Regions from separate parts of the Salvelinus alpinus genome. Here region 2 is linked to region 1. A link is a contact called in public Hi-C data. All regions are on one chromosome and are shown on one strand. The core of a region is the stretch at or near the end of the contact, and the rest is flanking DNA. Distances in the headings are between cores, read along the strand shown. Region 1 holds the start of LOC139545905 (ran-specific GTPase-activating protein-like). Region 2 holds the start of LOC139545901 (palmitoyltransferase ZDHHC8B-like).

What was found. A called contact is a pair of places that touch in the nucleus more often than the background predicts.
Region 2: a contact with region 1 is called in a Hi-C map of muscle, with 6 times the contacts expected there. The contact joins the promoter of LOC139545901 here to the promoter of LOC139545905 in region 1. A contact is called at or near these places in 2 of 3 Hi-C or Micro-C datasets (muscle and red muscle).

What each region holds. Positions count from the first base shown.
Region 1 is chr19:25,848,973-25,853,543 of SLU_Salpinus.1, forward strand. LOC139545905 (ran-specific GTPase-activating protein-like) reads left to right here and starts at 2,094. Exons shown (of 7, transcript XM_071354117.1): 1 at 2,094-2,166; 2 at 2,473-2,635. The coding sequence starts at 2,621. It overlaps trmt2a (tRNA methyltransferase 2 homolog A), which reads right to left and starts at 1,548. Exons shown (of 12, transcript XM_071354114.1): 1 at 1,295-1,548; 2 at 415-1,037; 3 at 1-61. The coding sequence starts at 1,034.
Region 2 is chr19:25,979,774-25,984,344 of SLU_Salpinus.1, forward strand. It overlaps LOC139545901 (palmitoyltransferase ZDHHC8B-like), which reads right to left and starts at 2,602. Exons shown (of 11, transcript XM_071354110.1): 1 at 2,310-2,602. The coding sequence starts at 2,413. It overlaps LOC139545196 (serine/threonine-protein phosphatase PGAM5, mitochondrial-like), which reads left to right and starts at 3,098. Exons shown (of 6, transcript XM_071352700.1): 1 at 3,098-3,635; 2 at 3,872-4,044; 3 at 4,244-4,369. The coding sequence starts at 3,424.

The DNA.
Region 1 (4,571 bases), core at 844-3,343:
GTACTTCTCCTTCTGCACAAACAGCCAGGGCAGCATCGCTTTGTTGGTGTTGCCTATTTCTCTGAACAGAAAATGGGAGGACATAATAACATGATGTACAGTCAGTTTTCCTTTGTGTAGTTTGAGTAACACACTTCTCTGTAGGCAATTGTTATTAAAGACATACTCAAATAAAGACATCCAATTGTTATGTTCATTAGAGCAAAGGAAGGACCAGATAAAGGCCTTAAAGTCATCTATAAACTATGAAGTCATCTCATTAGTACATTTCTGTGGTGTCTTTCATGGCAGGATATAATAAGACAGGATATAATGCAATAGACTGCAGTAATCCTATCGATGCCCCACTTGAGGTTATTCTTGTGAAGTGAACCAGAAGCCACACATGGCATGGGTCGATACACATCTCTGTACCTGGCCAGTCTCTGCAGCACCCCCTCCACCTCCTGCTCCTTCCTCCTCAGCTGCTCCTCATAAGGCACATTCCACAGGGGCGTCACCACGTTGGCAATCTGTATGCTGAGCGGCGCCTCGTCCTCCTCTGCCTCCTGCCGCTTGGAGGGGGGCTGCCCGGCACTCCCGGCCTCATCCCGCCCCCTCTTCCTGAGCATAGGGTCCGCCTTGGGCTTGGCCAGGCGCACACTAAGCACCCGGCCCTTCCACTGCATGCCGTGCACCATCTTCATGGCCTTGTCCCTCTCCTCTTCGTTCTTGAAGGTGACGAAGGCAAACGTCTGCTTCCCGAACAGTTTGATCTTGTGCGGGTTAAGGCGATGCTTCTCCAGGAACTTCTTCAGGTCGTTGAAACCGATGAATTTGGGAAGGTTCTGGATCTCCACTTTGAAGATCTCAGAGGTGAAGAGGTCCGCTTGGACGTAGCGGTACAGATTATTAGGGTCGGAAGAAGCTGCTTCTTCTCCTTCACCTTCAGCTTTGGGTTCATCTGTTTTCACCCCATCTTCTTTGGGGTCAGATGTCTTCTCCTCTTTCAGTGATGGAGAACCTACCACTGGGATGTCACCAACATCTGTCATGTTCTGTTTGAGGGGGATAGTTGACATCATTAACAAAAATGTGCTTCATCTGGACTATCAGTCTGCATTTCAAAAGTGACATTTGAAAATACACATATCAGACATGCACTATTTCTGCACTGCTTTCTTTAGGTATGCATATCTTACAGAGTTGTTACAGTTACAGTGAGTGTAGCAAAGTGGCTGAGATTGAGCAATGCAAATGACCAAAAGCACGAGCATAATTTAGCACTGAAAATAACGACTAGCCTAGGACTTACTATACAGAAGAGCAAACAATAAAATCACCTTCACTTCTGCTTTTACAGCTCTGACAAATAATATTTGCTTAAGGGCAATTCACTTCTGACTATAAGAAACTGCGGGCTGCCATGTTGTGGGACACGTGGAAAATATGAACTTTGACATGAGGCGTTAAGAAAAAAATACGTCACTATATATTTCCGCTGACAATTTATTGAATGCATTCTGCATGATTCCTGATAAATTGTGTTATAGTAGAATGATAAATCTAGAAAAAAAATAATAAAAATGTTCCGACACAGGAAGTGACGAAGCTGCTAGATATACAGATAAACAAATGTGCCCGATATTTTACCGGATATATAAATGTGAAGCATCCGGTTGGCGTTTCCACTCACTACCAAATATGGTAACGGGAGGAAGCCCAGTGACCGGCAGTGGGAGAAGATGGAACGAGATTGATTTTTGCCGACATTCTGCAAATTTTCTCATCGATTTAATTTGCTAATTTTATACGTTTAAAAGTTATTTTATGGCTCAATGTAAAGCCCTTTAAAATAGTAAAGCCCTTTAAAATTTGATCTCGATACAGTTTTCTGTTTTCAAAAGTACCATATGTATCAAACAGAGTGGACTGCATTTTGTAGACTTTACCCTTTGCCAAAGTTTCAAAAAATTGCGTTGTTTAGAAGGAGTGCAAATGGCGAATTGAGTTATTGCACACGCGCACTTCACAGAGTAGGCGTTACCTAATGGAAATGTGCTAACAAATGCTAGAACGCGCCAATAGGATCTCACTAGCTCGTGCTTGGCTCTGCCCACCTCCTTGTTTGCTCTGCCCACTATGATTAATTTGCTCCCATTGTAAACGACAGGCTCTGTATCTTGGGTTAGTTATAAAAACTCTTTGGTTGCAATGTGAAAGGTTGTTACTTTTGTTGACATTTTAGCTAGCTACGTATTTATCCAACGTTTCAAACACACATGCCAGTTTTGAAGATATGTAGCATCCTTTCACATAGTTATAAAATGCGTAGAGTAGACTTTGAAGTGCATTGCAAGCAAATAACCATATTTAATAAAGAAAACAATAATACACCGAGTGTAAACATGTTCGTAATTATTGTATTTGGTAAAGAGCATTTTATACGTTTAAAAGTTATTTTATGGCTCAATGTAAAGCCCTTTAAAATAGTGTCGAAAGTGGAGGGGTGCCGGGATGGGGAAAACGCGAGTAGGACATTTCGGCGCGCGAAATCTACAGCAGGAAGAGAGGAACTGCGAGTTTTTGGTTTTTGAATCAATCAAACTAAATTCCATAATCTACAAACATCTACATTAATATGGCAGATCCGAAGGTGAGCGTATGAATTTTTAACATGTGTATGTATCGTGCATTTAATGAAATGTACATTTTATTTCAGTTATAATGTTTTGGTTGGCATTCTCAAAGTTTTATATTGCTAGGGTTGTACCCAGAAAGATAAAAATGCCGGGTTGGGATGTTGATTTTTTTTAACAACCTTGTTAAACATCAATATTGGGGATAAAAAGTGTAAAGCGGCCTCAAAACAAAATTTTCCAGATAATGGTCATTCAGTTATGCCTTTTGTTGTATGTGTCAAAAGTGTGCAACTCAATACTTTTGCCGCCCTTCTTTATACCTGGTCCAAAGCTAACTAAGGTTAACTAGCTAGCCATATAGATAGCGAACAAGTATATAATCGTGGCGCCACTACTTTCAAAATTATTATTTAAACCTAATATGTATTTGTCTGCGATATCACTTGGACACTATTTGGCGTTGGTAAGAGTTGTCTATTACCCCTACTGTACAGTAATTGCTACTGTTAGCCAGCCAGTTGGCAACATAAGCCAGTTCCTCAGACAATGCAATAGCTACAGTAGCTAGATAGCATATTGCTTTATTCATTGTGTTCTGAGTTTACACTGATTTAACAGAACTAGGTAAATGCAATTACCCACTGTGTCATTTACACAAGCCAAACCTTTTTCATGTCTAGCTAGCTAACCTACTACTGTGCTAACTGGTCAAGTGCTTTCTCAGTGGCCTAGCTAACGTTAGCAAGCTAGCTGGCTGGCTAACCCCAGGCCGAAAGAAACTAGCGTCAACTTTATCAGTACTTGTGTATACATTTAGCTAAGTAACGTTAGCTAGCTATGATGACAACACTGACATGCTATCTAAGTTATGACAGTTGTATAATAAAAGCGGATAACTTAATTAACGCAAAAAAAGACAACGATTGATAGAAGCAGATGGACAATCACAAACATAACTTTTCTGTTAATAACGTTACCTGGACAACTAACTTTAGGTAACTAACGTTACTGTTTGTACATGAGAGGTAGCCAAATTTGCAGTCAGCTACCAAAACACTAGCTTGACAAGAATGTCAGCAAGCCATCTACTGTTAGCAAGCTGCAGTACTGCCGTAGGTTTATTTATTTGCTGCCTGAACCAAATGTATATAATGGGCCCGTCTTGCTCCATGTTTGAGTACTACTGTAATGTCTAGTTACAGTAGCTAGCAACATCCCATAGTCTTATATGGATCCATGTTGTTAGCTAAGTTGAAGCTAGCCCTTACATTACTCTCGAAAGCATGGAGCCACACGCGCCCCTTTTCATACATTTGGTTCAGGCAGCTATTAAATAAATCCTATGGCAGAAGCTAAGCTTTCTAGGTGGTGACCCGTTCCTGTAGGTTCATGCTCTACAACATTCGCAGAGTACGACCCTGCCTCACGCAGGAAGCGGCGCAGGTCCTAATCCAGGCACTTGTCATCTCCCGTCTGGATTACTGCAACTCGCTGTTGGCTGGGCTCCCTGCCTGTGCCATTAAACCCCTACAACTCATCCAGAACGCCGCAGCCCGTCTGGTGTTCAACTTTCCCAAGTTCTCTCACGTCACCCCGCTCCTCCGCTCTCTCCACTGGCTTCCAGTTGAAGCTCGCATCCGCTACAAGACCATGGTGCTTGCCTACGGAGCTGTGAGGGGAACGGCACCTCCGTACCTTCAGGCTCTGATCAGGCCCTACACCCAAACAAGGGCACTGCGTTCATCCACCTCTGGCCTGCTCGCCTCCCTACCTCTGAGGAAGTACAGTTCCCGCTCAGCCCAGTCAAAACTGTTCGCTGCTCTGGCACCCCAATGGTGGAACAAACTCCCTCACGACGCCAGGTCAGCGGAGTCAATCACCACCTTCCGGAGACACCTGAAACCCCACCTCTTTAAGGAATACCTAGGATAGGATAAAGTAATCCTTCTA
Region 2 (4,571 bases), core at 1,352-3,851, 130 kb after region 1:
GGAATGTTGTTTTGCATTGCAGTGTATTGAGGAACATTGTGGTGTATTGAGGAGTATTGTGGTTAGAGCGTTGGGCCAGTAACCGAAGGTTGCTGGATTGAATCCCTGAGCTGACAAGGTAGAAATCTGTCGTTCTGCCCCTGAGCAAGGCAGTTAACCCACTGTTCCCTGGGTGCCGTGGTTGTTGATTATGGCAGCCCCCCGCACCTCTCTGATTAAGAAGGGTTGGGTTAAATGCGGAAGACACATTTCAGTTGAATACATTTAGTTGGACAACTGACTAGGTATCCCCCTTTCCCTTTCCCTATTGTGTAAAGCATGTGTGCCCCACATATTTTAGTGTGGATGTGTACAGTTATTCCACCCCAGGGGGTTCCATTATACATGGCCCAATCCTCTGAATACGTAACTGGATAAGAGCGTCTGCTAAATGACTTAAATGTAAATGTAATGTAACTGCATGAGAAATCAAAGAGCAAAGCAACACCAGGGTAAAATCCTAATCCTTACCCTTATCCTTATCCTTATCCTTACTGTTGGGGGTCAATGATTGGCCCATCTATCTAGCCCTGAACACAGCTTGACTGGAACCCCTGCTGCAATAGAGAAGCTGGGCAGAAAAACCGAGGTCTGGAAGATTGGAGAGGGACCTACGAAGTTTTCCACAGCACTGTATCAGCTACTGTGGTGACAATGCATACGACTAGCACATCAGGGCTACAGCATTAGCCTACTTCTTCATCTGACCATTTGTCTATGCAAAGCCTCTTACAGCCAGGGAGGAACCAGGGAGTTGTTGTTGACGCTCCAATCTAGATTGCTGGGCAACAGGGCAAGCCAAGTCCATAGGTTTCCTTTAATCTAAACCATTAACCCCCAGTACAAAAGCCATGCTACACTCTCAGCCTCCCTCAAATATATATATATATATATATATATATCCTGAATAGTTTAGTCTGGGCAACATTTGAAACCATTTTCTTTACGTTGCTTCTGTTGTTGTTTTTTGATGATTTTCTATTTGTTGTCTGCTAATAATTACATGCACCAGTTTCCCTTTTAAACAGCTGCTTTTAACAGCATGAAGGAGAACAGTGTCATGGAATAAAGGCTGATATCATAATCACCACATGAAATAATGTTACATCTGATGATTTATTTATCACATCATGACTGCATGAGAACATCTGATGGTCCTTTAGCAAAACATATGAGTCATACAACAGGTGTAGGACAAATAACATGTAACGTGGTGTGGTGTCTCTCTAAACCAGCCGGAGTAGAAAGTGCCACCTATTTGACCACAAAATAGACAATAAATCTCATTAGTTCAGTCAAACCACTAGTCTCCATAAGCAAATAGACTCAGCTGTAAATCTAAGTGCAGATTCAAATTTACAGCAGGCCTAGGCTGTACTTCAAATGTTACAATCAGATTATTAGCCTGTCTATAAATTATGCATTTGAAGTAGATCACAGGGTCAATCAGGAATGCAATCCATGACGTGGGACCGTGTGTGTGTGTGTGTGTGTGTCTAGAACAAAACAAATAGAACAAAACAAATCAGGGTGGAAAAAAGAACCTTCAGAAAAACGTCACTCATTGTAAACCACATACATTTCCATAATGAAGGTGAAGCGGTACGGCTCGAAACACTACAACCTTCAGAGCGCATGCACTTGAGTGACAGGAGTAAATGTCCCGTTAAACACTTAGATGTAGATTTCGAAGGCGAGGCAGTATTCCTATTCAATATTGAACTCATCCATAACCCAAGCTACCAGTTGCAACAATATAACAATTCGTTGCTCCGTTGCTTGTTTTGCCCGTAGAACTAAAGGAGAAACTAGCTGGCAAGTATGGCGGACTACGGCTTCATAGCAACCTATACCCGCTATGTGCCTACCTCCTAGGCTACTTCAAGCTTGAGTGGGGTGTCCAATGACGTTTATTCTAGAAAAAAAAATGCATTTGGAAAACAAATATAGCCTAAAGTTGGCCTACATGTCACAAAGGAGTTTCTACCATAATGCCTCGACACACCTAAACATTGTCACCAAAACCAGTACAAGACAATAATAACCTGTTCCGTGCACAGTCAAAACATTTTATAAAACCATTCATAACAGCATAAAGATCCGACCCGAAAAAGCAGTCTAAACCTCTCCAACAAAAACTTCTAACAGTAATAGCCATTGGTTACCACCAGATCATTGGACCTAGGCTAGGACTGATACTAATGAGGACGCTTTATTATGTGTAGACTATTAGCAGAAGCATGTATGACTTAAACAAGGATAAAACTTACGTAAAAACGAAGAATAAGGTGGTGGATCCCACAAGAAAAGTGGCAGCAGTAGATACCGGGATGTATTTGGTGGGTTTAAATCTCTTTCCAACGCTGTTGGGCATTCTGTAATTTCCACATTCCTCAATTATTTATTCCAATTGGAGACGGTATACAGATGTAAAGATCCAGTCTGAAATATCTACATTTACCGATTCAGAAAATATGTCTTTATTACTGTTAAACGCACACAGATCCAAAGATAGACAAGCAAAAATATACTGCGCTCCGAAAGACTAGAAATCCCACTCTAGCAATCCAGCCCACGAGTGAGGTCACAAAACCGCTTGAAAGGTGGAGCCTAGGTTGAAGATAACAATATAATATATTTTAAAGCTAGTTCAATGCAAAACGAAGAGGACTGTGATGGGATGCTTAGGTTACAGCCAGGGGCCACACGTTTTATTCACCCTGAAATCGGATTTAATATATTTCATTTCATTTTGCATTTTTTTTTTTTTGCATATCTAAACCAGTCACTCATCACTATCGTTTTATGCAACTTTTGTTACATATACATTCCTTTTGATTTTGGCCCTACTGTGATGGTAGAGAGTGAAAATCCAAAAGAGATACACATTATTTATTATAATAAGGACCTCCACAATCTCTCTGCACCCCTGCTGAATTTTCAGGTCTTTGGCATATGTTTCATGGGCTGTGCGCGCCCTCTAATGGTTAATAATTTGTTCGTTTTGTCCAGCGCTTTCGCGTATCGTAATATCTGCGCTAGCTGGTTCTTTGGCTCTAGCGAGACACCATAGTTCCAAGCGCTCTATGTTTTCCTTTTTAGTTAGCTGCTAGCTTGTTAAGTGATTCCAAGAAGCTTCATAATCTTTGACTGGACTTATTTTTAGCCAGTGATTAAAGAGTCGTTGGAGGGTATTCACTCTATTCCTGCACATAGAAAGGGTGTAAATCCACAGACCAAACCAGAGGCTGATCTAGCTAGGTCAGGATTAGCCGCTCCTCAGTTCTTGAAAGGAATCTCTTCTACTACAGACGTTGGGCGGCATTAGCAAGTTAGCTCGCTACCTAGCAAACGCACTGCAAAGAACCGATAGTTTTTCACAACATGTCATATCGGAGGACAATTAAAATAGTGTGTGGGTTCGCTGGTGGATCAGCGGTGCTGGTTGTTGCGGCTGCCGCAGCTGAATACCAGGGCTGTTTCGGCCACACGCGAGCCGCTCGGTGGAGCCTGTTCAATGTTTTGCGAGCTGCACAGCCAGCGGGGAACCGCACTGTTGAATCTACTGGAAATGCCTGGGACTTCAACTGGGATAAGTATGCCTCCTTTATTAGCTAAGTCTGATGCAGACTACTATAAAACATAGAGGGCGGTCAGATCTGTTCATGTGGGTCAAGTAGTTTAGTCTGACTGAGTCAGTGTGATTGATTGATATTAGCAGCCAGCGACAACATGTTGACAGCCTGACAGGTCTGGGCTCTTGGCATGTCATCAAGAGAAGTAAACCACAACACACATACATCACTAATTTGTTCCCTCTGTACTGTACTAGGCGGGACCTGTCCGCACTGTTGACAAATGGGAAGAAGGAGGTCGTCAGTGAAGACCCAAGCTCAGAGCAGGACAATGGGAAACCCAAAGCCACACGCAACATCCTCCTCATCAGACACTCCCAGTACAACTTGAGTGGCAATGGAGACCATGAGAGAATCCTCACCCCTTTAGGTTGTGTACCCTGTGCTGCTGTGTACTCATGTTGCTAAAGGCATGAAACATAGACCTAGTTCTCAACTCTACTCTCCAGCTCAACAGTTGAGTTTTAGTGAATAAGAAGAGCATATTCAGCAGCACTCAACAGAGGTGGTGAAAGTGGTTCACAATTGCAGTCTGCTAATTTTGTGGACTATGTGTTTGTATTCTGCAGGTCGGGAGCAGGCTGAGTTTACTGGCCAGCGGTTGGCTGCCCTTGGGTTAAAGTATGACATCATGGTCCACTCCACTATGGCCAGGGCCACCGAGACTGCCAACATCATCAGCAAATACCTCCCAGGTCAGAACCATAGACCGGCAAACTTTACAGCTGAGGCGTATGCCGGAGTATGTACAATATTCACTTTACAGCTGAGGCGTATGCCGGAGTATGTACAATATTCACTTTACAGCTGAGGCGTATTCCGGAGTATATACAATATTCAGCTCCAGGTCCCATGAGACTAACCAGTAACGTACATCAGGAGTGACCAAATCTCCTT